7 separate regions of the Mus musculus genome follow, and all the other regions are linked to region 7. Evidence: chromatin contacts called from public Hi-C, HiChIP or PLAC-seq and promoter capture Hi-C data. All regions are on one chromosome and are shown on one strand. Each heading gives the region's core, a stretch centred on a gene start, on an enhancer-like site or on the middle of the called end of the contact. The rest is flanking DNA. Distances are from core to core; before and after follow the strand shown.

Region 1 (3,823 bases), core at 425-2,924, 1.6 Mb after region 7:
GGACGAAACAGGGAAGGTGAAGAAGCCACCACGGGTGCACAACGGGGCTTTTGAGGTCTGGATAAAGGAGGTAGGACGCCTGTCTCTGAGGGCTGACTAATTTAATCACGACACCTAGAAAAAGAAACCAAAAAGGAATGTTTAGCAAAAGCTGAGCTATTAACCCCACAGCATCTGCTGGCTACACCCAGTCCTTCCTCTGCCTGCCCCTCACTGTTGTGACTCAGGCCTGGGGCTTGCAATAGAAATATGTTCTATTTCCTTAGGGGGACCTAAGGATACCACAGGTAGAAAGGCAGCTCTCGTAGGCCATCTCTTACACCCCTTGCCAGTGTGGAATGAGTACAGCCTGAACAATCGACTAGAACAGTAGCTGAGGGTCAAAGCTTGCAGGTTTCCTATGCCCAAATTCTCATCAGGTCCCCACCTGGTCTGGGACTCTGAGGCCTCGGAGCAGGGGGTGAGCTGATCGCCTCCTATATTTAGGCTTCCGGGCTAATTTTATCCGGGGGCGGTGCCACCCCCGCTGCACATGCGCGCCGATGTGCCTGGCCCCACCACGCGCTTCCGCCACAGCCGCGGTCGCCAGGGAAACCGACGTCAGCCGCTGAGCTCAGCGGTTGCTGGAGGGACCACAGGAGGGCAGGAACGACTCCTCCCCCAATCCCCATCTTCGTGGAAGTGGGAAACAGACCCAGTCCTATACTGGCCAACACACCCTCATACTGGCTAACAAGGTTCAGGGCAGCGGGGAGGAGAAGAACACCCACCATAACAAATTCCCAGGGCCCAAAGAGCCTAGGAGCCATGTGAAGAGTAACAAACTAGAGGAACTCCAGGAGCAAGTCCTAGCTTCCCCACTCGGCCTCTGCTCTTTGTGGAAACGCCCCCATCCTCGCTCTTGCCTCGAACATTATTCTGATCAAGACACTGCTTTTCTTTCTCAAGCCCCTGCCCACTCCCAAACACCAGGACTGGAGTTACCACTTGCCATAGGCAACGACTCAGGCATCTTCCTTCGTCCCTTACTTTTCTAGTTAACCCTACTACCACATAGATAGGGGACACACAACAACCAGCATATATAGTTTTTCCTCTACTCCCTGTCTAACCACACCCCCATCCCAAGTATTTTCTGAGCGCCAGGAGAAAAGGGAAGGAAGGCTGTGGCCAACAGCAAGAACTAGCGCTGAGAACAGGATGTTCCAGCCTGAAGCGGTTGACATCACGACCGGCACGAGGCCAGGAATTGGAGGGAGGAAGACAGGGAGCGCAGAAGCCTGAAGGGGGTCTTTGGGCTAGGGCAAACCCATGGACTCCCGAGTGTCGAGCAATGTGTAAAGGGGTCGTGTTCGCTAAAGGTCTCTTAGGTTCAGGATGGCTGCTCTGGAGGAGCAGAGGAGGAGATTAGGTGAACGAATAACAAACGCAGACAACCCGTGACGGGTTGAGTTGAACACCTAGGGCCCAGGGGCGGGGAAGGGTGGATAGTGACAGGAAAGGCAGATTATTGTTTTGCTCTCTGAGAGCTGAAAGCGACCCATCACGTTGGAAGTAGTGGCGGCCAAGCTCCGGGACAAAGACTAACCCTAGGATTGCAGCAGGGATCCCTACCTGGCCGTTCGAGCGCCCTCCATCCGCTTGCCGTTTCGGCCCGCAACCCAGAAGCTCCGCGAGGCTGGGAGGCGGGTTGCATAATGCCAGGCCCTGCCCCTCATTGGCCTTCTGCCCGAAGAGCCGCAGGCCCCGCCCCCGGTTGGCTAAGGATCTCTTCCTGGCATCTGATTGGCTACTGGCCCCCACTGAGGTCAGGGCTGTGTCACACACATCCCTGCACGTGGACTTGGGTGCTGGTGCTGGGCTGAAGGGCCTCAGACACCGCTCAGTCAGCCAATGCGATCAGGATGTCTCACACCGTCAATAATGAAAGGGAAGTGAGGGAGGGAAACTACCCCTTTTCAGGGAGGATACCTGGGCCACAGGAAGTGCTCAAGAGAAACCTACTTCCTAAACTGACCAGCTTGGCAGAACAAGACACCTGTCCTGGTGCCGGGTGAATGAAATGTCTGCTACCCAAGGGAAGTGGGAGAGAGAAAAACCTAGACTGACATTCCCTGGCCTCTCCCCAGCCTTGTTATAAAGAATCCAACCCTTTCCTCTGACCCTTCAGATCCTGAGAGAAGGGCAATTGAGGGCCCACGTGTCGTTAAGGGGTGAGTGGGTGATGGAAGGATACGGACAAACGGAAAGGACAGGGAAAGCCAATGGCTACTGTGAAAGGAAACAAAAGCAGGTGCTTCACTAGCCAATCAGAGAAAAGGTCTCCAGGAAGCCTACTTGGTGACTAGTGCTGCCTCTGCAGAGGATGCAGCCACCCACATTTAGGGCTGCCCCAAAAGTGGGGACCAGGAAGCCAGTACTACAAAAGGGGCAGCAGAGAGGGCAGTTGCAGCAGTAGGCAGAAAAAGGATGGGTGGCTGGGTGGCAAGGGCTTTTTATTGGGCTTTTTATTCCTGCTGCTTAGAATACAAAAGCCAAGGTTCATGAACCCAGCAGCAAGCCCATCTGTCTCATTTACTGTATTCTCAGCAGTAAGGTAAGTACGTCTCAGCGTCAGGACTGACAGTAGATGCTCGGTAAACAGGATGGCTCTGTTTCTATTAAGGATAGGTAGGGGAGAGAGAGCCTCAGGAGAGGAGGCAACAAATTATGTTTTCAAAAGAAAAGTAGAGCATTGATTCATAAAAAGAGAATAGAGACTCGATTTTGGGGAGGGGGGGACAACATGCCAGTCTGGGTCCAGGAGAGCTACAGTGACAGAGTCCCCTTCCCTAGGCCTGGGCTGAGTAGTTCTCAGGCTTCCCTGCAAACGTAGGTGGCAAGTGAAGAGGCCAACACGCAGCGGCTGACATAATCAGCTGTTAAGTGCACGCCCCTCACTGTCACGTGGCTAAAGCTTTCCTTAACAATGGTGTTTCCCTTAGAGGAGGCGGGCGAGACAAGGTTCTATAGAAATGCTGGGACACAGACCTGTTATAAAATAACCCAGAAAAACAGAAGCAGGGAAACACAGAAAACAAAAGACACGGGAGGCTGAGTGCTCAGCTTCCTCCTCCTGAAAATGATGCTGCTCTCCTGCCCCCTCGTACTGCGTTGTGACCGTGTGCTGTCCTTTTTTTTTTTTCCAGACCCCTTTCTCTTTCCACAGCTCTCAAGGATTTAGGTGTGATTCCTCTGACCCAAGCAGCCATTGCTCGCCCACTTCCCTATCTGTCATTTACACAGACAAAAGGTTTCAGCACTCCAAACAGCCCCAACCTGATCCCAAGGCCCAGGCTGTCGGGCCTCATCAGTCCCCCACAGTAACCAGGCTCTGCTGCCGTCAATGGAGAAGCGGGGGCAGGAGAGGGAGGTGACGTCAAAGCGGAGGCAGGAGGCGGGGCGAGGCAGCTGGGGAATGTGGGGCAGGGAGGCTGGAGAGGCAGCGGTTTGGGAGGCGGCCAGCCCCAGAGGGCGGCGGCCAGCGCACTAGGGAACATCGTGTTCTCTTGGCTGATGGCCCAGGACATGCACACAGCCTTGGCGCCTCCCCCAACCCAACGACAGCGGTCCTGTACAAAAGCCAAAAATTCCTGGAGAGACAGTTAGGAGGAAGGGGGTCCCCCTCCCCCGCCCCCATGCCTGGTTCTCTTTGCGGGACCTACTTTTACCCTCCCTCAGCTGGGTCTTAAAACTCCTGGCATTGGCTTTTCCCCGTCACCAGACTGTACACGGTTGCTGGCCAGGTACCAAAGAGCTAGGGCGGGTAAATTGGAGGCCTAGG
Region 2 (3,742 bases), core at 4-2,503, 1.3 Mb after region 7:
TTCCTCTCCAGTCCCCACTACCACTACCACCCCCCGTACTCCCTCCCGCGCGCCCTTGGAAGTGTCTCCTGAAGTCTTTTTAGTTTCCCACCTGCTGCATGGCCCAGTGTCAGGTTGCCCCTTTCCCAGCTTGAGCTGAAGTGGGTGTAGTTGCAAGACAGCTGCCCCTAAGAGAGGAGCTGTATGTGGGTATACACACCAGCCCATCCCTGCGACTCCCGTCACCTCCTCTTACCAAACTGAGGAGAAAGAGTTAGGCTGAAAAGTCAAGGTCTTTATCTGTGTAGGTAGGTGGATCAGCTTCTGGTATTGCCCACTTTTGAGAGAGAAGTCCAGTGATAGTTATGGCTGCCCTCTGTTAAATCTTGGAGTTGGTGATGGTATTACAGAGTCTCCTTTCTTGTGCCTAAGAATGTGGATTGTCGGCTCAAACCTGGATTCTAACCCCAGCTCTGCCACTAAATGGGACTCGGGAAAAGTCACAACCTTGCAGAACCTCCTATCTGCAATCTGGGACATTTAAATATCAATACCTACCTTCTAGCTGATGGGAGGGGGCAGTGAAATAATTTATGCAAAGCATTTAGCACAGTGGTTGGTATAAAATTAATACCGAATGAGTATCAGAAAATACATATTATTAAATGTTGTTAGTTATTATAGTGGGTGGACCTGTTTCTAAAGTAGCCCTCACAGGGGATTGGTTAAAGAGTGGAGAATTCTGCTACCTGGAGTGTGTGTTGTGTGTGTGTGTGTGTGTGGGGGGGGGGTGTCAGGGATTAGCATCGACTACTTTATGTACCTTATTTGATGTGGGCTTTAGCCAGATTTGTATTGCTTTCTTTAGGTTTATTTTTCCCCTCCTTAAAAAAAAATAGCTAAGACTATATTCCTTTGGCTGTTAAAATAATTACGTTGTAGCTTGTGATTTTCAAGCGATACTCTGGTTCCCTCCCATGTTGCTCTCTGGAGCCTTTCATTTTGCAAAGGGACTCCACAGTTTCCCTAGCGGGGACATGGCTAGGCTAAAGGGGTGTGTAAAAGGTTGGGGTGGGTGGGTGGGTGGAGAGAGACTAGTGGGGGGAGGCTGGGGGAGCGGGTAGTTAAAGGAAGAGACCGGAAGGGAGGAGGAGGGAGCCTGCTGGTGGGGAGGGAGGGGAGGAGGAGGAGGTGGAGGAGGAGGAGGAGGACGAGGAGGAGGAGGAGGGAGGGAGGGGGTTGGGGAGAGCCTGCTACAGTTCTTTGTTTGACTCCGGGACTCAGGGACGGGGAGGAGGAGGGAGGGAGGCAGAGGCTGCAAGCGCCGGGGCAGGCCCAGGAGGCAGAGGAGGGACCGTCTCCCCCGCCCCCCAGCCCCCACTCCCCCCCCTGCTGCTTCCCCCTCCCTACCCGGACTCTGGGGGCACCGCCGGGGGACAGACACCCAGCAGGTAACCCTGGCCTGGCTCTCCCTCCCCCTGTCTGATTTTCTTCCACACCCTCCCGGACGACCCCTTTCCGTCTCCCCGATTTCCCGGGCCTTGCCTTTCCCCCCCAGCCCTCCTTGTTCCATTTCTGCGAGTTGGGCTTGTCGCCTGCTGGCTCCGCCACCCTCCGTCTCGTGCAGCCTGACTCCCTTCCCCCCACCCCACAGTGTGTGCTCCCCTGTTCTGCCCGAGGCACCTTTTGGGGTTCTGTCTCAATGTTTCTTAGGCTGGCTTCTTCCGACCAGTCTCATGGGGCTCTGAGGAAGGAGGGAGTCCTTATTCTTTAATGGCTCCCCCCAGTCTCCCTTGCCCCATTCTCCTCGTAGCAGTCTCTAGGGGTGAGAGAAAACCGGAATTTGGGGCCTGATGGAGAGGCAGGGGGGCTGTGTGTTGCTGGAGACAGGGACAGTGAGTGTGTGAGGAGGGGGTGGGGATTTGTTAGAGACCAGGCTGCCTCTCTGATGTCCCTTTAAATGGCCCTTACATATCTGGGGGTTAGGGGGTGGGGTGGTGGCAAGCTGCCTGCCTGGGGGGCAGGGCCCTTGGTTTGTCCACACCGTCAGGGGTGGAAATGATTTAAAGGGACAGCCTTGGTGTGGCCACTGCCACCCTGTGCTGGCAGGAGGGGGAGCTGGCAGGCTATGTCTACAGAGGCTTGGCTGGTGAGCAGGGCATTTGAGGCTGTCTGGGACTGGGCCTCAGGTCTCCAGTCCAGTTACTGTGGCTGGAAAAGTGCAAGAAGGGGTTGACAGCCTGCCCTGAGGGTGCTCAGTCTAGGCTTTCTTCAGAACCCCATGGGTGAGCCCTTTGACTCCATGACCAAGAATCTGTGAGTCTGAACTACAGAACCTGTGGGCCAGAACCAGGTGGGGGCCACTGGCAGATCCGCAGGTCAGTAGGGTGACCTGGGTACTTTAGAGCTGGCCCCTTCAGCTTCCCCTTTTGTTGTTTGGTTCTTTGCACAAGAAGGCCCCAGCCCCTCCTCCTCATGCACATGCCCCCCCACCCCCACCCCAGCTGTTGGGCAGATGAATTACAGCCTCCTGCTTGGGGCCAAGGCTGGTAAGGGATTAAAGTTCTGAGGTTGGCCCTTTAAATGGCTGTTGGCCCTCCCCCACTCTGGTGTCCAGACACCCATCACATACCCTTCTGACCCCCTTGGTCTGGCCTGCAACCCTCCCCCCCTCTATAGGCTAGCCTACCCCGTAGCCACAAATTCTATCAACTGCTGGGTAAGCACCTTAGTCCTGAATTTGCTTCCCTGTCCAGAAGGGTCCAGCCTCTAGCATCTTTTCTCCAGAAGGTCCTAGCCAATCCAGTTTTCTCAGCTCGCTGCTGACCACTGTTCCTTAAGGGCCTTGCTTAGGTCAGAAATAACACTTCCCTGGGGGCAGTGTCATCAGCAGGCACAAAAGCTTGCAGTGCATTGCATCATGGAGGCCAGAGGCCTAAGTCTCTGGGGCAGGGGGAAAGATGGGGGCTGGAAGGCCAGGAAATGGAGAGGCCAGGTAGAGAGCCCGTGTGTCTGGGTCCTGGAGAAAACACTGGTCCCCAAGGAGTGAGTCTGAGGTGAGGGTTGACTGAGGCCTAACTCCTGCTATCAACACCTGAGTCTTGGCCCTAGACTTGTAGTAATATACCTAGCTCTTTGTATCTAAGGATTAGGAGGGAAGAGAGTGGGCCCCTGTCACCTCCTTGGGCCACATGGAGGAAGGAGGTGATGGGGAAACAGGATATGGTTTTGGAGGTGACATGGAGGGAGCCTGCTGCAGAGGCTACTTCCTAGCTCAGGCCCAGTCACAGCTCTTGCGGAGGAAGAAGGCTCCTCCCTGTTGGGCCCGTTCATCTTGTCTGACCACCTGTGCCGCTTGCCAGAACCTGCCTACACCAGCCTAAGGGAACTGGAAGGGTCAGAGTCCAAAAGGTGGTGTTGACTATCTGGTGTCTTGTTAGGGTTGGAGGTAGCAGAACTGAAGGCCTAGGGTCCACATGCCCTGGGGGCAGGAACTAAGGTTGCTTGACAGTAGATGTCCCCTGTAGCTGGGCCTGAGCCAGAATATCAGTCTAGTCAGAAAAGGGCGACGTGGGTTGGTACTGAGGTGCCACCCTATGCTTCCTTACTACCTGAACCAGGCTGCTTCCTAAAGGAAAGGTTGGAAGATGGCTTTTTTCCAGGTTGCCATGGAAACCGAATCTCCCATCTCATCTGACCTCTAGAGCCTGGTTTCTCAATGAGGGGGACCAGGAAGGAAGGGAACTCCTCTATCTTGGGAGAT
Region 3 (3,567 bases), core at 548-3,047, 1.1 Mb after region 7:
AAAAAAAAAAAAAACAAAAAAACCAATTTACATATATCTACATTTGTAAACAAGATGGGGCCTAGGGGCACCTCCTTTTGACTTCGGGTTGGGATCTTTTAACATTCACAAGAGAGTCCTTCACTAAATCCAGTCAAAGAGATTGCAAGAGCAGGGAGGCTATTTGCATAAGAAGGCATCCCTGGACCGCTGTGGCTGTCCAGTCTAACCTTCACAGCTAGGGTTCCCTTCGCGCGTCAAAGTTTAAGTGAAGTCATTTGTATACTTTCTCAATGAACTGGAGGATCTAGTCTTCCTTACGGCTTTACAGCTGAAGCCACGAAAACAAAGTCCCCCCGCCTCCCGGTCTACCTATCATTTATTCTTTAGACCGAAACTAAATCTTCAGATGGACAAAAAAATTTACTTCCCGATCCAAGTGCAGTGTGGAAATAGTATTTTTACAAAAGAAAAAAAGGCACGCACGATGTCTGGTGCGCGATAAGAAACTGTAATGAAATGACCTGTTCTAAAAATTGAAGTGGCGGGGACAGGCATAGCCCACGCCCAGGCAGAGTCCCGCCACCTCCCGCTGGGAAGAACCGGATGGTGCGGGCTGACTGCACTTAGGACCGCCGGGCGCCCGGGGCCCAAGCCCGCCCCTTCCGCTTTCAGGACGCGCGGAATGCGTTAAGCAAGGGAATGGCTCACCCTAAAACCGGATACTCGGTAATTTGCTTTTCCGGCAGGAAGAAACGACCTATCGGCGCACTCTTTTAAATAAACACCTCCTCCTTTGCAAAAGCAATAACCAAGTAATCCAGAAAAATAAGATGTCGAGGACAGCAGTTTTCCTCCTCAAACCACAGAACCAGCCTAGAATCCATTTCTCCCCTTTCGCTACTCCCCCGTCGCCGGGCGAGCAGTGATCTGCTCCGAAAACAAGAAACCGGAAATGCTCCTGCAAGCGGCAGAAACGTAAAGGAGCCAAACAATAACAGGGCCGGCGGGCCTTTCAGACCAAGAGGCTGAGTCGGGCCCCGAGGGCAAATACTTCTGGCTAGCACCGCTAGTGCTTCAGGCTTTTCTTGGATTTTCTTCATCTAGCAGGGTCGAGAAGCGGCTGGAAAAAAAAAGAAATCACTCCAGGGACAAAGGTCCGGAAGTTGCGGGACCTTAGCAGCTAAGGCTCCCCGGATCACCCCGATCTCATCCAGGAACGGAACCCAGGGTTTCATTAGGATGCTATGGGGGGTCTTAAGTCTTAAGCTATGAATCTCGAAAAATCTTAAATCCTGGTGCTTTGTGCATGTTATTTCCGGAGCTTCCATCACCTAGCAGCGGGCAGATAAGTGTGTACAACGCGTAGCGGAGAGAAAACCCCTTAGGCCATCTCAGTGGTCCCTATATGCTCTACTTTGCAGGTGCATGACAGTGAGGCTCGTCGGTCCTAACATCATCATCATCAGCTACCCTCACTACAGCATCTGACATATACACTCCCGTTCATCCCGCCCGCCAAGCTTCCATTCCGCCCATCTCCATCGCGCTGAGTCCCCCCACTGCCCCACCCCCAAACCCCACGGTTTTCTCTAGTTTTATGGATGCAAACGGAGAGAGCCAGTGACCGAGAGGTCTCGTCACGCTCATCAATTACTTACCCAGTCTTCGGAGAAGCGTGACACCCTGCTGGGAAGGAGGAGGATGAGGGCCTGAATGCTAGGTGCCCCCTAACTGTAGTCGCTACCTACAGCCAGGATGGTCCCAATGAACTGAAGCTACAGAACTTTAGCCAGGGTGAGCACGTGGGAGGGGAAAGTCCCAATCCCAGCAACCCCCGCGAGACTCCTGGCACAAAGCTGGATAGTCGCCATAACAAGTAAGGGCAAGTCCTTCCGTGGGTTGAGGGCAAGAAATGGAGGCGGGGACTTGCAGAGTCAGGATTCTCCCTGAGATGTTGCCCTCAGCAGGAACGCTTTGTGAAAAGTCGTCTAAGATATAGAGCTGTGAGGGCAAAATGGGTGGAAACCGATTCGGAGGACTCCTGCCTCTGTGTCAAGTATAAAGAGTGGAAAGAATTAAGTTTTTATCGTAAGTGGACCGCCACTGTTCTGAGCTCTGTGCTCTTTCCTATCCAGCTAGATAGTCATAGCCATCTTTTTGGATTTTTAAGACAGAGTCTTTGTAGCCAAGGCTGGCCTGGAATTCGCGGCCGTCTTCCTGCTTTAGGCCTTCCAAGTACAGGGATGAACCAACACGGGCCCCTAAGTTCTTTTTCCCCTCATTAGCTAAAATGTCACTTTAGAAAGGCTTTTCATAGTATCTCAATCTAACGTGTTCTCCGAGATACTTGGTATCGCACCACCGTGTTTAATTTCCTGTACAGTCCTTATCACTCTCTGTAAAGACTGTTTTCACAGCCTTTAATTGCACAGCAACGAAAACTTTATGGAGATTAAGAACTAGAAAACATTGCTATTTTTTTCCCAATGCCTTGTATAGTCCTGGGTTAGGCAGTAAGAACTTGATAATAAATGTCGAATGAATGAAGGGAGGGCGGGGGAGAAAGGGAAAGAGAGGAACAAGAAGGGGGGAGAGATGGGGAGAAAGGAAACCTGAGGTTACGGGATTCAAAACAAGATAGTCAAGAGGGGCAAAAACTGTAGAAATTATGCGCCCTCTGCAGGCCAGGGAGGATAGGCGCTTTAAGAATTACCCCCAGGGGACGGTAGGGGGCGCTCGTGTAGTTTTCGCCAAGGCCCAGAGTTCAGACTACAACTCCCAGAAACCTCTAGGAATTCTCCAGCGCTTGAGGTGTAGGCAAAGTCGTTCCTTCCCGCCTTCCCGCTCGGAATCGGAGGAGGATGCGGAGAGCCTATCGGAAGGTGGCCCGACTCCCGCGAGAGCAAGAAGCCCTGGCGGCGCCTAGCGACCCTAGGCGCTTGGCTTTGGACACTCGTTCCCTGGTGATTGCTTTAGGTTCGGCTTACATTTTCCGGAAGAGGAAAGCGGACTCCGGTCTCTGAGCATCCCTGGGAACGGTAATGCACTCTAGCCTCGGCAGCTGGTAGCCGGCTCAGCGAGACTTGCCCGACCTCTGCCTTCCGGGGGCTTACTCTACAGAATGAAGACGTCGGAGGAGCGACTCTTAGCTCCGGATAGCCTCCCTCCTGACCTGGCCCCAGCTCCGGTACCCCAAGGTTCCCCAGCGGAGAAAAATACAGACTTTGAACCGGTGCCTCCGCCATGCGGTGGTGATGACCAACCCCAGCTAGCCACAGATCCCGTGGCTAGCTTGGTTGTGTCCCAGGAGCTTCAACAAGGGGACTCTGTACCTCTGGAAGTAGAATTTAATACTTCCAGTGAGTTGAGTCCTGGAATCGAGGAGCAAGATGTTTCTGAACATGCGAGTCTTCCCGGAGAAGAAACGAATCTCCCCGAGTTGGAGTCAGGAGAAGCCACGGAAGGTGTGTCTGAGGAACGCGCTGAAGTGGATGAGGGGGACACGTAAGTGACACTGGAATCTGAGGAGCCTGGACCTGTGAGAACGACAGCCACCGGTCCTCAGCACCATTTTATTTCCATTTT
Region 4 (3,641 bases), core at 67-2,566, 1.6 Mb after region 7:
CTTTTCACCAGGAGAATCCTCACAACTTCCCCATTCACACTCCATAGGCTTAGAATGGGCACAGGCCTCCTAAACGCTTGTGGAAGAACCTCTAACGTACAGGCATCCCCTCAGCAAGCAGTTTCCACCAGGGCTCTTTGAAGAATCCTGAGGGTCCTACTGGACCCTGGTCTGGCCAGGTTACGCATGGTCTCTCCTCTATGCTCCTGGTCACTTGCATAGGGCCTCCAACACCTCCAGCGTGCGTCGGATATCTCGGACTTGGCGTGCCAGCCCCTGAACCGGTTGCAAAGCCCGTTCCAGCTCCTCGCAGCGCGCAAGTAAGGTGTACATGCCCTTAATGCTCATGTCCACGGCTTCACCTAAGGAGTCCACCGCGTCGCGGTAGGTCTGGATACAGCCCACACTCAACGCTGTCAGCTCTTGCACCGCACCACCCAGCCCGCGAAGCAGACGGTCTACCCGGCCGCCCAGCTCGCGACTCAGCCGCTCCAGATCCCTCAGCACGTCCGGGTCGATGGGAGGGATGGTGGGGGTGGGTGCGGGCGTTAGGCAGGGCCGCACAGAGGCAGGGGGAACGGGTGGTGGGGCGCCACTCAGTCGGATCTTGAGTTGTAGGTTGTTGGCCACAAAGTGAGTAAGGTCGCCGTGGCGGCTCACCGTGCCCTCCAGCTCTAGGGGGCTGGAGATAGTGGCGCGACGTCCTCCGCCCGCGCCGGTCTCGCCACTGGATGAAGACCCCCCTCCACCGCACGCCCCACTCAGCCCGTCCAGGCTGCGGCTGTCCTGAAGGCGGCTGGGGAAGGAGCGGCCAGCCCTACCCGCCGCCGCCTCTTCGTCCTCGTCGTCGTCGTCGTCACCCTCTTGCTGCGGCAGCTCCACATTCATCTCGACGCCTCCGGGGCTCCCTCGACGGCAGACCCTCAGAGCGGAGGGCTGATCCTCGCTGGGCTCCGGCTCCGGGTACCAGGAGGACGGGGGCGGGGCGTGCTCGGAACCTGGCACCCCCCGGCGTCCCCGGGCCCCTGACGGCGTCGCCCGGGAGCTCGGCTTGTCCTCCCAAGTGTCCAGCTCCGGCCCATGGGCGATGCTGCCGCTCCAAGTCTTTGGGGACGCTCGGGGATGACGGCTCGAGACCCCAACGCTCTCAGCCTCTTCCTCCCCGGACAGCGTCCGGACTGAGGGCGGCTTCGAGGGCGTTCGGGACGGCCTGCCGCTGAAAGTCGCGGCCTGGTGCTCAGCTCCGACCGAAAGCTCCGGCTCCGGCCCGAGCCGCCCCTGGGCGGCCTCCATACTGAGGGTGGGGGCCGGAACCGCGAGTCGTCCGCCGGGCTCCCCGGTCAGCGGCGGCGCCTTTAAGGGGCGTTGGCGGAGGCGCGCCGATTGGCAGCCGGATGATAATGGTCCGGACAGGAAGAGCTCTGTGATTGGTCGCCACCCCAGGAAGTTCCGGGAGGAGGGCTGTTATTGAACTGCAGAACACAAGTGAAAGCCAGTCGGGTGGCAGCTCCGGGGTGACAGCTGTGCGCGGGGCCCCGCCCCTTCGGAAAGTTGAGGGGGCGGGTCTTAAAAGACCCGAGCCCCGGAGCGCCGGAGTCCCACCGGGGCGGAGCTTAGGCTCTATGTCCACGGTGGTGTCGTCCGGAATTACCGCCGAGCAGTCGCACTCCACCGGGGATCGTTTTTGGAAGCTCTAGGGGTTCTTGGATGCTCAGGGTTGGACCGAACCGAGCTAGAAAACCGAGAAAGAAAAACAGCAGCGCCAAGAGAGAGAAAGCCGGAATTCCCAGCGGAACGGGGCTGATTGGTTCCATCCTTGAAACATTGACAGACTGATCGTTGAAGCGCCCAGAGTGACTCACTGTGCAGGGGAATTGCAGGTCGTGGACTTTCCTGTGCTTTTGTCACTCTTCGGCCTCCTGTCCCCTCTGCGTAGAGCATTTCTCTCATTGGAGGATAATATTGAGGGTTGTTTGTTTGTTTGTTGTCACAAGAGAAAATATTCCATAGGTGAAAGAATCAGACGTTTTGATAAGCACGCTCGGGAAAATAAAGGGCTGTGATTGAGAGTAAGAAGGACTAGTTAGATGAGGCCTCGGTCGGGAAAGGTCTCTGATGGGAACTATCAAGGGCATCAACTCAGCTTGCTGACAGAGGGAGGAAACCTCAGAGGCAAAGAGGTTTGATATAAACAAGAAACGCTGGGGTACGGAGTGTGGGGGAAGGACAGAGAGAAGACACCAGGGCTAAAATAAATGAGAAGGGAGAGGATTAACAACATCCAGATCGAAGATTCAGGACCCCCGGGCCACATTCCCAGGGCACTGTGGTTTCTGTAACAGATGGAGAGTCTTTCCAAGGGCCGTGGGACAGGAATCAAATGGTAGAAAAGTCGTCAACTGCAACACAGCCAAAGCTCTGGGACCCTTCTAGTTAGCAAAACAATGAATTAATATTCTTCCTTGGTTTAGAATCTTTGTATACCCCCGGCTGTCCTGGAAGTAGCTTTGTAGACCAGGCTGCCCTCAAACTCACATCACAGAGATCTTTCTGCTTCTGCCTCCCAAGTTCTGGCTGGGGTTAAAGGCAGAAGGACACCTGTTCCTGTTTTTGAAACTGAATCCTGTGTGGAAAGTGTGCACAATCACTGTGGCTAGTAATTGCAGAATCTTCCTGTTTTTTTTTTTTTTTTTTTGCATCCCTTCACCCTGTCTTTATTCTTTTTTAAATTTGTTTTGTTTTGTTTGTTTGTTTGTTTTTCGAGACAGGGTTTCTCTGTGTAGCCCTGGGCCTTTGTAGACCAGGCTGGCTTCAAACTCAGAAATTCGCCTGCCTCTGCCTCCCAAGTGCTGGGATTAAAGGCGTGCGGCACCATGCCCAGCCCTGTCTTTATTCTTGTGTTCCTTGCTCGTTTCTTGAGCTCTTTTTCCTTCAAAAGAAGCCATCTTTTGCAAGTCTTTTGTTTTCTACTACTATTACTACTGCTACTATAATTACTTTCTCCTCCTCTTCTTCATGCCAAAGGTGTGCAAAATAAGATGACATTTGGTGTGATAGTGGAGATTTTAGTTGGTGTCATAAGGTTTAGTTGGGACATTGTCTTCCCTATTTGGTGACTCCATTTAGATTCCTTTTGTATATGTACATGTCTTAGGGAGCCTCTATAGTAGGTTTCCATATGGTTTTAAATGTCCTTTAGTGTTAGCTGTCCCTCCCCATATTTCCTCCTTTACCTTCCTTCCTTCCTTCCTTCCTTGATCCATTTAATCCTCCTAGTTTCCCCTTTGGCTCTCCATAACAGTATATTCTATTTCCCTGTCTAAGTACCTGTCTTAGTTTGGGTTTCAATTGCTATAAAAGAGACACCATGACCACAGCAACTTCTTTTTTGTTTAATTCTCTATTCTCCTGACTTCTCAGTCCCAACCAACCCTCCTTATACTTTTAAACACAAGCTGCTTTAAAAAAAAAAAAAAAAAAAAAAAAAAAAAAGGACTTAAGCCGGGCATGGTGGCGCACGCCTTTAATCCCAGCACTCGGGAGGCAGAGGCAGGTGGATTTCTGAGTTCGAGGCCAGCCTGGTCTACAGAGTGAGTTCCAGGTCAGCCAGGATTATACAGAGAAACCCTGTCTCAAAAAAT
Region 5 (3,810 bases), core at 1,311-3,810, 1.8 Mb after region 7:
GAGAATTCAGTTGAAGCAGAAGGAAGATCTATTGGGGTTTAGGAAAGTGGGCATGAGGCAGGTTGTTAGATTACTGAGATCCCTCGATCTGATCTCCACCTTTAAGGATTAGCAAAAAAAAAACCATATCGATTAAAGGAGTATAGAAAATTAGATGGAAGTATTCCCCCCCCCCCCCCCCCGTGTGTGCGCGCGCACACACAGGCTTTGTTGTTTAAGTCCAGGTGTTCTTATGTAGAACTGTAGGCTGTCCTGGAACTTTCCAGGATTACGGGCGTGCACCAGCACACCCAGTGAGCCTTTGATTTTTGTGGTGTCTTATTTACCTGATCCCTAAGTTAAATATGTTCCATCTCCTCAGAGTTTCCGCAGCAGGTTTATATGCACTGCGTAACTGTGCTGGCTAGTCTTATGTCACCTTGACACACAAACTAGAGTTATCTGAAAGGAGGGAACCTCAACTGAGATCCAGCTGTAAAGAATGTTTTAATTAGTGATCAATGGGGGAGGATTGTGGTTGTTTTCATCCCTGGGCTGGTGGTCCTGGATTCTATAAGAGAGCAGGCTGAGCAAGCCATGGGAAGCAAGCCAGTAAGCAGTACTCTCCCTCCCCAATCCCCATGGCCTCTGCATCACCTGCAGCATCCAGGTTCCTGCCCTGTTTTGAGTTCCTATCCTGACTTCCTTTGGTGTTGAACAGTGATATGGAAGTGGAAGCTGAATAAACCCTTTCCTCAACAACTTGCTTTTCGGTCATGGTGTTTCATTGCAGCAGTAGAACCTTAGCTAAAATAATTGCCTTTTTTGAGTATGGGATGGGCCAAAGTCCAGCATTCTCACTAGCTGGAGTTTGGACCCAGATCTCTCTTTTAGTAGCTGATCACCCTTTACCCATCGGAAGGGTGGAACTTGATCTGTTTCTTGCATTTTGTAGCAGAGAAGATGTTGGGATATTTACACGTGTTCTCAGAGATTGTTACATTGAACTTTCTGGGTCAGTCCAAAAAGGACCTTGTACTGGAACCTATGGGAAGTGCCCTGGAATGCTTTACAAAGTTTGAAGGGTACAGCAGCTCTCACCTTTTCTTCTCTTACAATGCTAGTTTTATAACTTGTGCTTCCTTTTGAGACTGTCATCTTCTTTACTGATTTATTTCCCATGGATTTGGTGTAATGGAAGGAGGTCGGGCAGTTTGCTGACTCTAGGGTACTATTCCAGCCTCTGGGCCAACGAAGATCAGAGCAGGGCCTTTGGCTTCTGAGGGCTCTGCCAAGCTAAGCCCATTCATTAAGAAGGGGATGATGCCAGTCCTAGGGGCAGAGCAAATGGGAGGGGCAGCAGCCTGGGAGATGATGTCACTGTTTTCTGAAGGGCCTGGCCAGCCATTAGGTGACTCAGTGTGTTTCTTAGCACCTCAGCCAGGAGGCAGGACAGAAGCTGTGGCCTTTTTATCTTTTCCTGTTTGGGTGGGACGGTTCCTGTCTTGGCACCGGGTCTATAGGAAAGCCTTCATTAATCACTTCTCTGCCTTAAGTCTGATTAGATTGAGCAGAGTTTCAGGTAGGGAAGCCAGACTGAGTTTCAAAGCTGTTCCAGGCCACTGGCCTGTAAAGCAGACCTTTTTTTTTTTTTTTTTTGAGTCTTATGTTACAATATAGATCTAATGATTCCAGCTTCAAATGTTGTTGATGGTTAACAGTAGTGTATGGAAGGCACTTTAGCCCCACGGTCTAGCCTATGTTTCCCTTCTTGTCAGCGTAGTAGTGGATAACAGTGTAGCTTCTGAGTTTGAATTTGCGCTGTAGGTGAGTGACCTTGGGGAACTTCATCTTGCTATTTCTTACTTGTAAATGAGAGTGACGTGGGGTTACTGTGACAAAGCAATGCACCCCAGTGACTGGTACAACTACGGGCGCGACAAACCGCACAGTGAACTCATAATCTCTTTTTAAAAACCCTATATCCTTCATAGTGTAGTTCAAGACGCTCTAGACCCCAGTAATCTTCCTCTGCTCATCAGTTTGGGTTCTCCTTAAAAATCCATCTCGCACCGTTTTTTGTTTATATTGACCTTTCCCAACCGTATACGTGGGCTCACCTTGTCTTTCTTAGGCTCAGCATATGTCTTATGCTATGTTGTTTTGTCTTCAAACTTCAAAACCAATCCCAACAGCACTGAAATAACAATTACATTGAGCATGAGACAGCTAAAGTTCCTATAGTTGTTCCCCAAATGCCTTTTTTAAATTTAAGTTTCTAGTTCCAGGACAGTTGTGTATTTCTCCTGTCTCCTTCGTGAGCTAGTACTCTATACTGGCTTTATACTGGCTTCCCATTTTAGCCTAGGGAACTACTCTCCTGCGCAGCACAGCTTCCGGAGACAGCACAGGGCTAAAAAACCCACCTCCTTCGGGGGTCCGGGGCGGCGCCTGCGCAGGACGCTGTCGCAGATCTCACGTCAGCGCGCAAAGCCTAGGTCGGCTCCACGTGACTCTGGCCTCCCACCGCTCCGCCCCGCACGCCAGCCTGCTTCTGCGCATGCTCTTGACTCCGCCCCCGTGCGTCACAGAATGGCCTCCGACACCCAGGGAGCCCCTGACGTGTCGGGGAGGAGCCCGGTGCGGGGATACGCGGAGTGGAGCTCAGGGCTGCGGAAGGGAGCAGAGCTGAGCGGCTGGGCGGGCCTGGCCAGGCCAGCGGAGCAGAGACGTCGGCCGAGCGGCGGCGAACATGCGCTTTTGACACATTGGCGGTGAGCTCCCGTGCGACGCAGCCTCTGGGGTTCGAGCCAGGCGGGCAGCGCCGAGGCCTGCCCCGGGGGAGCCTGCCTGACCGCCGCCGGGCTGGGGCTCAGCCCGCTGGGCCAGGCCGGGCTTGGGTTCTGGGGCGGCCCGTACCGAGACAACTGTTCCAACCGCTTTAACTGTCCCCTCCTTACTGGCGGAGGTGTGGCCCACCGGGGGCACCTGCGGGAGAGCGAGTCCCGGGCTTCCAGAGGAGGGACGGAGGCCGGGACGTGGCACCGGGGGCTGAGGCGCTGACGGCTCGAGGAGTGGCCCAGTTGGGGTGGCGGAGGCGCGCCCAGCTTCTCGCTCCACCCATCCTTGATTCCCTGGAGCTGCCGGGGTGGTTAGGAGCCGGGCAGGATCTTGATTTCCCAGCGCCCCAGATGCGGGAGGCGAGAGCAGGAGCAGCCCGCGTTGGCAGAGACTGGCAGTCTCGTGACTGCCTGCCCCGAACTGCTAATCATCCTCTTTGGAGTTGGGGAAAGTCTCACTAACCAACCGACCCCGGTTGCTTGGATTCGCTTCTTATTTTTCTCTGAGAAACGATGAGGTGACTAACACTTTTAAGTTTAAGGCGAGTGAGGGTCCTTTTCATTACCCGGGCCCATTCCTGTAGCGTTTGTAAACATTTTAGAACATTTGCTGTTTGTACTTGCGACGGATACTGTAAGTCACTTTTTGCTGGATGGGGAAATTGAACCTAGGTACAGGAGGTTGGGGCAACTGAGTGATTTTTATTTGGGTTCCACTAACTGGTGAGAAGTTTAGCTTGGGTTACAATTTACCTTTCTAAGCTCAGGGTTCTGGTTTCTGTTTTCATGAGATTTTTTTTTTTTAACTTCTTCAGCCGGAAAGAGGACTGAACATTGGACTTGTTAAAGATAATACCAGAAGTTACTAGATGACTTATTTATTTTCGAGTAAATTGACCAAAAAAACCAAAAAAACCCCAAACCAAACAACAACAACAAACAAAAAACCCCCAAAAGCTCAGTTACTAGAAAAATCTTATCCTGAAGCTTG
Region 6 (3,591 bases), core at 167-2,666, 1.9 Mb before region 7:
CAACACCCCACAGCACCCTCCAGCCCCCACCCCTGGCTCTGAGACAGTGTCTTCTCACTACATAGACTGGACTGACTTGGACCTCTCTGTCTGTGGATCATGATCAGGCTGGCCACAGACAGTTGCCTGCCTATGTTTCCAAGTGCTGGAATTAAATGGAATTAAGGGCATGGACCATTATGCCTGGCTGTTAAATACTTTTAAAATATATTGTGTGCGTGTGCATGATGTGTGTGGAGACACATGTACCATGACACATGTATAGAGATCAGAGGACAACTTTGTGGAGTTAGTTTCCATCTTTACCTGGGATTGGGATTGAACTTGGGCTGTCAGCCTTACACAGCAAGTGCCTTTACCTGCTGAGCCATCTCATTGGCCTGTATGGTTACTCTTTTTTAATGTTGTTTTGTTTTGAGATAGGGTCTCATGTAGCCCAGGCTGGCTTTAAACTCACCATGTAGCTAGGGATGGTGAACTTGAACTCCTGATAGTCTTAGCTCCACCTCCCAAGTGCTGGAATTACAGGTGTGGGCCATCACTGATGGCTTTGTGTATTTGTACTTTTTCTACCCTTGCAACTGGCAATCAATTTCTACAGCTCCCCTGAGAACATCTCCCTAGACTTATTCCTTGTTGATAAAATTTATTTATTCTGTGTCTGTATGGATGTGAGTGAAAGTGTGTGTGTGTGTGTGAGAGAGAGAGAGAGACAGAGACAGACAGACAGACAGACAGACAGACAGACAGAGACAGAGCAGAGAGTACTCCTGTACCTGCACGTGCACTTGTGTGCCTTGGTGTATGTTATGTTTGGAGGTCAGAAGACAACTTTGTGCAGTTCTCCCCTTCCACCATATGGGCTCTGGGGATCAAACATATGTCAAGCAGGCCTGGTGGCAGGTACTTTCACAGGCTGAGCCATCTTGCCAGCCCCCATGGGTTAGTTTTACATAAGCTTGTCTCTATGTCTTCAGATATCTCTGTTATCTTGTTCCTCTGTGCAATTTCCTTACCATCCTGGTCAACACCTACCCTCCTGTATCTAACCTGGTTCATGGCTGTGCTAACGGCCCATCTTCTGCACAGGCAGGGCAGTTTGCAGTGAGCAAGGCTTGGGGACACTCCTCTCATTTCCTGTCCTAGGAGCGTCTCTTCCTCACTGCCCCTGCTGCAGCCATAGGCTAGATTGAGGGACCACAGAGTTATCCAATCACCAGTGCATGGCGTCTTACCCCAGCAGGGCTAAGAGGCCTAGAGTGATGAAATCCCACCAGTGTGGCTGCGCTGTGCTCAGCAGGAACCTGCGATGATAAGGTGTCTGGCAGTTAAAGGGGCAGCCTGTTGAGGTTGAGAGGCTGGGAGCCCACAGGAAGTGACTTGGTGGCAAGCTGATGTAGCTTTGTTCGGCACCCGTTCTGACAGAGAAGTTGCAGTTAGCACTGCTGAGGGGATGTCCACAGAGTGTCTCAAACCTCAGACAGGAGGGCCACAGAGCCAGAGCCTGAGCCAAGGTGGGCAGTATGGGGCCTTGGCTTCAGGTACGTGTCTGCCTCCCTCCACACCCGTCCCCTGGAGCCTGCCCCGCTGGAGAGCTTACTTGGCTGCAGCTGTTCTCTGTTACATCAACCTTCTGAATTACATGAACTGGTTCATCATCCCAGGTGAGCATGGGAGGGGTAGCGTGGGGCAGTATCTTCAGATACCCCCCTTCTAAAAGCCCACAACTGTGTATCCTTGGTGGCCTTCTTCTTCCAAGCCCTCGTACCTCTCTAGGAGCACAGCTCTGGTGGTTTCACCCCAGCAAGTGGTCTGCAGCCTCTCCTGAATGGTTCCAAGCCAGAACAGGGCACAATGTGTGTGGGGACAGGGGTGTTAGTGGGTAGATGGGACTGTGCTCTGCAGCAAAGGCGTTGCTTGCGTTCAGGATGGAGCTGCAGGCAAGGTTACGGAGGGCAGAGCAGCTTGGCCAAGCTCCCAAGTGAGAATGGCTCTGCCTGCACTGTTTCTGGGGCAGCCGGCTGCTGGCCTACCTTGCACAGTTTGCCTTTCTTCTTATTGGAAACAGGGTACAACCTGCTTCTGTGTTCTGTCTCTCACTTACGCACTCCTTTGTGTCTGGGCTCCACTTGTCTTTTCTCATCTAGTCACCCATTCATTCCTTCATCAGTTTATATTCAGCCCTTTCTTTAAAAAGACAGAGTGTGTATGCATGTGCGTGCACACATGTGTGTGTATGTGTGTGTGCCTGTGTGTGCATGCTCCTTCACTTTTATTTGAGCTTCAGATATTGAACTAAGGTTTCCAAGCTTGTTCAGCAAGCGCCTTCACAGGCTAAGCCATCTTGTCAGCCTTCATTTCTTTTTTGAGGCAGGGCCTCATGGAGCTCAGGCTAGATTCAAACTCGCTATGTAACTGAGAATAATCATGAACTGCTGATATGCTTGCCTTCACCTTCTTAGGGCCGGGATTACAGGCTTGCCACCACAATGCTTTATGAAGTTCTAGGGATTGAACCCAGGGTCTTTGTGCATGCTGGATAAGCACTCTAATAACTGATGTAGAGGGCTGCTCTGCCCTCCGTAACCTTGCCTGCAGCTCCATCCTGAACCCAACGCCTTTGCTGCAGAGCACAGTCCCATCCACCCACTCACACCGCTGCCCCCACACACATTGTGCCCTGTTCTGGCTTGGGACCATTCAGGAGAGGCTGCAGATCACTTACTGGGGTGAAACCACCCAGCCTCTTTTCTTTGTTTGTTTGTTTTTGAGACAAGGTCTTAAGTAAGATCAGGTTGCTTTTGAATTCACTATGCAGTTGAAAATGATCTTGAACTCCCAATCCTCTTGCCCTCTGTCTCCTAAGTGCTGAGGTTACAGGTGCGACAGCATGCCTAGCTGTTCTTTCATCATCCACTTGTTCCAGCTTGAGCACTGAGAACAGGAGCACTGAGAGCAAAAGTACTGAGAGCAGGAACACTGTGGTGGGAACACTGAGAGTGGGAGTACTGAGAGTAGGAGTACTGAGAGCAAGAGTACTGAGAGCAGGAACACTGTGAGTGGGAGCACTGAGAGTGGGAGTACTGAGAGCAGGAGCACTGAGAGCAGGAATACTGAGAGCAGGAGCACTGAGAGCAAAAGTACTGAGAGCAGACACTGAGAGCAAAAGTACTGAGAGCAGGAGTACTGTGAGTGGGAGCACTCTGAGCAGGAGCACTGAGATCAGGAGTACTTTGAGCAGGAGCACTGAGAGCAGGAGTACTGAGAGTAGGAGTACTGAGAGCAGGAATACTGAGAGCGGGAGCACTGTGAGTGGGAGCACTGAGAGAATGTGCCTCTGGTAGGACCTAGGAGAAACTCAGATGTGTGGTTCCTACTGCAGGGGCAACTGACTTACAGGGCTCAGAGAATTGTTTACCAATAACGACCATGCAAGGCAGAGAGGCAGGGAATGGTGCAGATGAATGGAGTCAGGCAGGCTGGGAAGCCTAGGTGAGTAACTGCCACTGCTGGCCATGACCAAAGCCCCAATGTTGGGCCATCAGCTATGTATTTAGAGTAGCTGGGAACCTCTGTAGAATGAATGGGAGT
Region 7 (3,613 bases), core at 809-3,308:
CAGACAGCTTTCCGAAAGTACAAGGTTAGACCTAGGTTCTTGGGATGAATTGTCCTTGACAGGGAAGACTATGGGCTCCCATTGCTTTTGTGGAACAAGCACTCACTCAGAGGCCTTAAATAGGAATGAGAAAGAATGGGGGGCGGGGGACACAGTACTTGCCACCAAGCCTGACAACCTAATTCTGATCCCTGGAATTCATGGTGGAAGAAGAAACTGACTGCTTCAAATTGTCTTCTCGTGTCCACACACAGGCAGCCTATATACACACACACAAAATAAGTAAATGGTTTTTAAAAAGTTTTAAGGAGGAGACTCTGGGAGGAAGAGGTGGTCCAGAGTCTACTAGGTGGGCCTTGAGAGGCTCAGACGGGGCCTCATTCTCTTCCTTTAGGGTCGGAGGCTGAAGGAGCAGCAGGAGGTAGCCGCAGCGGTGATCCAACGTTGTTATCGGAAGTACAAGCAGGTTAGAGCATTTTCTCAAAAGTATACCAACACGCGTCCACCTAACCTATCTATCTCTGTGCTATGAGAGCCCTAACGTCCCCTCTCTTTCCACAAGCTGACCTGGATTGCACTTAAGGTATTAGGCATGAGATCTGGGTGTGAGTAGTCTGATTCAGCCGTGGGTGGGTCAGAGAACGGGCTCTACATCAGCCTAATTGAAGGGTGACCTTCAGAGGTTTGGATTTCTGTCTCTCCATTTCAGCTCCTGTCCCCCCTCTCCTTCCCTGCAGTTTGCACTCTATAAGAAAATGACTCAGGCGGCCATCCTGATTCAGAGCAAGTTCCGAAGCTACTATGAACAGAAGCGGTTTCAGCAGAGCCGCCGAGCAGCGGTGCTTATCCAGCAGCACTACCGCTCCTACCGCCGCAGGCCGGGGCCTCCTCACCGGCCCTCAGGCCCCCTTCCTGCTCGAAACAAGTAGGGACCACCCCTTCCTGCCCCTATACAGCCCTCAGTTTACCTCTTTGTTAATGCCCACTACCTCTATCGGCCCTCCAGCCTTTCCCTACAATGGTCTTAAAGTGGGGACTCTTCTTTCCCACCAGGGGCACCTTTCTCACCAAGAAGCAAGACCAGGCAGCCCGGAAAATAATGAGGTTCCTGCGGCGCTGCCGACACAGGTTCTAACCCCATCCTTACCTCTCTGCCCTGACACCTTTTCTGATCCATCAGTCTCCTCTGACTTGGCTCTGTCTCTCCGCAGAATGAGGGAACTGAAGCAGAACCAGGAGCTGGAGGGGCTGCCCCAGCCAGGACTGGCCACCTGACCTCTCCAACGCCTTTCTTCAAAACCCTGGGAGCCCCTTCTGGCTGTCTAAACAAGGAGAGGGCTTTCGGGACTAGGGGAGCCCCCTGTCGGCAGCTCTTCACCCCTTCACCTTTTTGGGAGCCCTTCGTAGAACCCCCGCCCCCAGGCCTTACACGTTTCCTCCCTTCTGGTTGTGCCTCCTCTTTTGGTCTCCGGCTCCAGAAGACCCACGCCCCACATATCTGCATCTTCAGCTGTGACCTCCGGAGCCCTGCCTGCACCTTCTCCATATCCCCGTTCCTGCCTGCACCTGACTCGGACCTTCCTGACTTGCCTTATTTATTTGTTCGAGAGTCTCTGATGAATGTATCCGCCTCGGTCCCCACCGCTGCCTTCGCTGCGCGCGCCCTCGTGTTTCAGGGGTGACTGCCCCCACCTTGACTCCGCATGTTTGCGTCTGTTTCCTCCTTTCCTGGCCCTGTCTTCCCCATCACCCTGACTCTCTGGTCGCCCACGTAGGGGCCAAAGAGGAGGGGGTGTACATAGGATCGCGAGGCGGAGTCCCGCTCCCGTGGGGAGGGGTGTGTACATAACTGTAACATACAGAGTATAGTGAAGAATCTATTTAAGGCGCTGCGCGGCCGGGCGTCTGATTCCCTGGCGCGGCGGGAGCCCCCGGCTGGCTCCACGAGCACTTTCTACTTGTGCATGGGCTTGGTTTATACGAATTGCCATTAAACGTCTCTGCACCAGCTAGCCTCCGGCCTCTCTCTGCTGGGGGCGGGGTAGGAAGGTCGCCACGCAAGTCGCCGGCCTCATCTCGCTGCCTTAAGCGGGGCGGAGCAGCGCGGTTTTTCGCTTCCGACGTGTTTCCGGCCTTAAAGGCATTTCGTCCTTCCCTTTAAGACGCACCGCCCCCTCTCACTCATTCCCAAGATGGCGGACCTACTGGGCTCCATCCTGAGCTCCATGGAGAAACCACCCAGCCTCGGTGACCAGGAGAGTCGGCGCAAGGCCCGAGGTGAGGATCCCAGATTCACAACCGCGTATCTTCGCCCGATTCTTGGGACCACACTCTTCCCTCTTTGAATAATGCCACCTCCTACCCTAACAGACCCCCCACAGGCCACTTCTGAGACCCTCAGAGTCCCTAAAAGGCCTGTCGGCCCGCCCGCTGTCTTTTGCAAACAATGATTGGCTACCTCAGCCTGCCTTCTACCTCCAGTCTCTTCTTCCTATCCTCGCCTTTTACAGTCCTTGTTTGCGATTGGTCAACGGGCCTGCCTGTCTGCTGTTGGTGAGCTCTGATTAGTAGGATGCCTTTCTTCCGATTGGAGGATGTCGTATCCATCGCCTCGGTCCCGCGAATCTCCAGTTCTATTACGATTGAGTTTAGGGCACGCCCATCCACCCGTCTGTTCCCCTCTATTGGCTAGCTCAGCCAAAAGCTCTACCTTTAAAGTGTTACCTTTTCTGACCGACCTCAGCCTCAGCTCCTCCCATTGGTTGGCTGGATCCTCCTATCTTTATGCCCCTTCTTGAGTTGACCCAGTCCCTCATACCTTCCACCGCCCTTTCCTAACTATAGCCTTAAATTCCTGTGCTGCCCAACTAGATCGTGATGTTGATTGGAGAGATGAGAATGCCCCGCAGGCTCCGATTCGCCATCTCTCCTTCCCAGCCCCCGCGCTGAGTAGCTAACCAGAAAGCTCGCTGGGGTTTGGCAGCCAGGGTAGGGTGCGGCCCGAAGTGGCCTGCCCTGTATTGGCTTGGAGCGCATGTGAAGGACTTTATAGAAAGGATAGCCTTAGGTGCATCCAGCTCCCAACCACGTGAGCCTTGGTCGTGGATAAGTCTCCTACCCGCACCTACTACCCATCTGCTCAAAGGAGGCAAGACAGGATGCTTTCAGAATGTTCAAAGACTGTTAAATATCTGTACTCCCTTATTTACAAAACTTGTGAAGCCAAAGATGCTCATCAAGGAGATTATAGACCATGTCTGGGACGTTTATTAATGATCATACGGAATTTTAATAACCAATTAATATACATGTGTAGGAAAGATTAATTGGGAGTCCCAGGCTTGTCTGAAATGAGCCGAGCAACAAAGAATAGGTAACTCAGTAAAGGGAGTGCAGTCTGTTCGAAAGCTATGGGAAAGCAGAGCTTAATAGGAAACAGGAGTTAGAGTTACTTAATGTTCAGCTGAGTAATAGGTGTGCTCCCATCAGCCGTCAGAATAGGAGGCTTTAGCCACTTGCCTCGGGTCTCAGGTTACTAAGCTGAATTTGGAACCCAGATGTGAGCTCGTAGCCTCAGTGTTCTTATGCTACCTCCCAAGATGCAGAAAACACT

What was found. Promoter capture Hi-C pulls out the DNA fragments that hold promoters and counts their contacts. A called contact is a pair of places that touch in the nucleus more often than the background predicts. HiChIP or PLAC-seq counts read pairs in DNA pulled down with a chosen protein or histone mark.
Region 1: an H3K27ac HiChIP or PLAC-seq map of regulatory T cells shows a contact between it and region 7, with 11 times the contacts expected there. The contact joins the promoter of Per1 here to the promoter of Spag7 in region 7. A contact is called at or near these places in 3 of 39 promoter capture datasets (cranial neural crest, hippocampal neurons and neutrophils), 1 of 484 Hi-C or Micro-C datasets (B cells) and 5 of 115 datasets of contacts at active chromatin or transcription factors (bone marrow-derived dendritic cells, memory CD8 T cells, pro-B cells and 2 more).
Region 2: a contact with region 7 is called in a promoter capture Hi-C map of liver, with 2.1 times the contacts expected there. The contact joins the promoter of Kdm6b here to the promoter of Spag7 in region 7. A contact is called at or near these places in 5 of 39 promoter capture datasets (hippocampal neurons, liver, neutrophils and 1 more), 5 of 484 Hi-C or Micro-C datasets (B cells, CD4 T cells, CD8 T cells and 1 more) and 3 of 115 datasets of contacts at active chromatin or transcription factors (embryonic forebrain, embryonic stem cells and thymic regulatory T cells).
Region 3: a contact with region 7 is called in a promoter capture Hi-C map of liver, with 8 times the contacts expected there. The contact joins the promoter of Trp53 here to the promoter of Spag7 in region 7. A contact is called at or near these places in 2 of 39 promoter capture datasets (liver and pre-B cells), 1 of 484 Hi-C or Micro-C datasets (B cells) and 2 of 115 datasets of contacts at active chromatin or transcription factors (microglia and pancreatic cancer cells).
Region 4: a Hi-C map of B cells shows a contact between it and region 7, with 7 read pairs. The contact joins the promoter of Borcs6 here to the promoter of Spag7 in region 7. A contact is called at or near these places in 9 of 39 promoter capture datasets (the 3T3-L1 cell line, embryonic stem cells, erythroid cells and 5 more), 1 of 484 Hi-C or Micro-C datasets (B cells) and 4 of 115 datasets of contacts at active chromatin or transcription factors (astrocytes, embryonic hindbrain, kidney and 1 more).
Region 5: a contact with region 7 is called in an H3K27ac HiChIP or PLAC-seq map of embryonic stem cells, with 3 times the contacts expected there. The contact joins the promoter of Ndel1 here to the promoter of Spag7 in region 7. A contact is called at or near these places in 1 of 39 promoter capture datasets (liver), 1 of 115 datasets of contacts at active chromatin or transcription factors (embryonic stem cells) and 1 of 9 other capture datasets (liver).
Region 6: a contact with region 7 is called in a promoter capture Hi-C map of hippocampal neurons, with 4 times the contacts expected there. The contact joins the promoter of Spns3 here to the promoter of Spag7 in region 7. A contact is called at or near these places in 2 of 39 promoter capture datasets (hippocampal neurons and pre-B cells).

What each region holds. Positions count from the first base shown.
Region 1 is chr11:69,096,800-69,100,622 of GRCm38.p6, reverse strand. Per1 (period circadian clock 1) reads right to left here and starts at 1,674. Exons shown (of 23, transcript NM_011065.5): 1 at 1,615-1,674; 2 at 1-114.
Region 2 is chr11:69,413,705-69,417,446 of GRCm38.p6, reverse strand. It overlaps Kdm6b (KDM1 lysine (K)-specific demethylase 6B), which reads left to right and starts at 1,253. Exons shown (of 24, transcript NM_001017426.2): 1 at 1,253-1,430. It overlaps Gm51903 (a long non-coding RNA gene), which reads right to left and starts at 1,934. Exons shown (of 2, transcript XR_003949708.1): 1 at 1,663-1,934.
Region 3 is chr11:69,578,589-69,582,155 of GRCm38.p6, reverse strand. Trp53 (transformation related protein 53) reads right to left here and starts at 1,797. Exons shown (of 11, transcript NM_011640.3): 1 at 1,641-1,797. Wrap53 (WD repeat containing, antisense to Trp53) reads left to right here and starts at 2,907. Exons shown (of 10, transcript NM_144824.3): 1 at 2,907-3,486. The coding sequence starts at 3,104.
Region 4 is chr11:69,057,450-69,061,090 of GRCm38.p6, reverse strand. It overlaps Borcs6 (BLOC-1 related complex subunit 6), which reads right to left and starts at 1,316. Exons shown (of 1, transcript NM_028005.3): 1 at 1-1,316. The coding sequence starts at 1,293. The coding sequence ends at 211.
Region 5 is chr11:68,851,885-68,855,694 of GRCm38.p6, reverse strand. It overlaps Ndel1 (nudE neurodevelopment protein 1 like 1), which reads left to right and starts at 2,560. Exons shown (of 9, transcript NM_023668.3): 1 at 2,560-2,753.
Region 6 is chr11:72,548,071-72,551,661 of GRCm38.p6, reverse strand. It overlaps Spns3 (spinster homolog 3), which reads left to right and starts at 1,416. Exons shown (of 12, transcript NM_029932.3): 1 at 1,416-1,664. The coding sequence starts at 1,454.
Region 7 is chr11:70,667,861-70,671,473 of GRCm38.p6, reverse strand. It overlaps Spag7 (sperm associated antigen 7), which reads left to right and starts at 2,058. Exons shown (of 7, transcript NM_172561.3): 1 at 2,058-2,277. The coding sequence starts at 2,193. It overlaps Camta2 (calmodulin binding transcription activator 2), which reads left to right. Exons shown (of 23, transcript NM_001190376.1): 18 at 1-24; 19 at 395-466; 20 at 563-583; 21 at 738-925; 22 at 1,054-1,128; 23 at 1,212-2,011. The coding sequence ends at 1,275.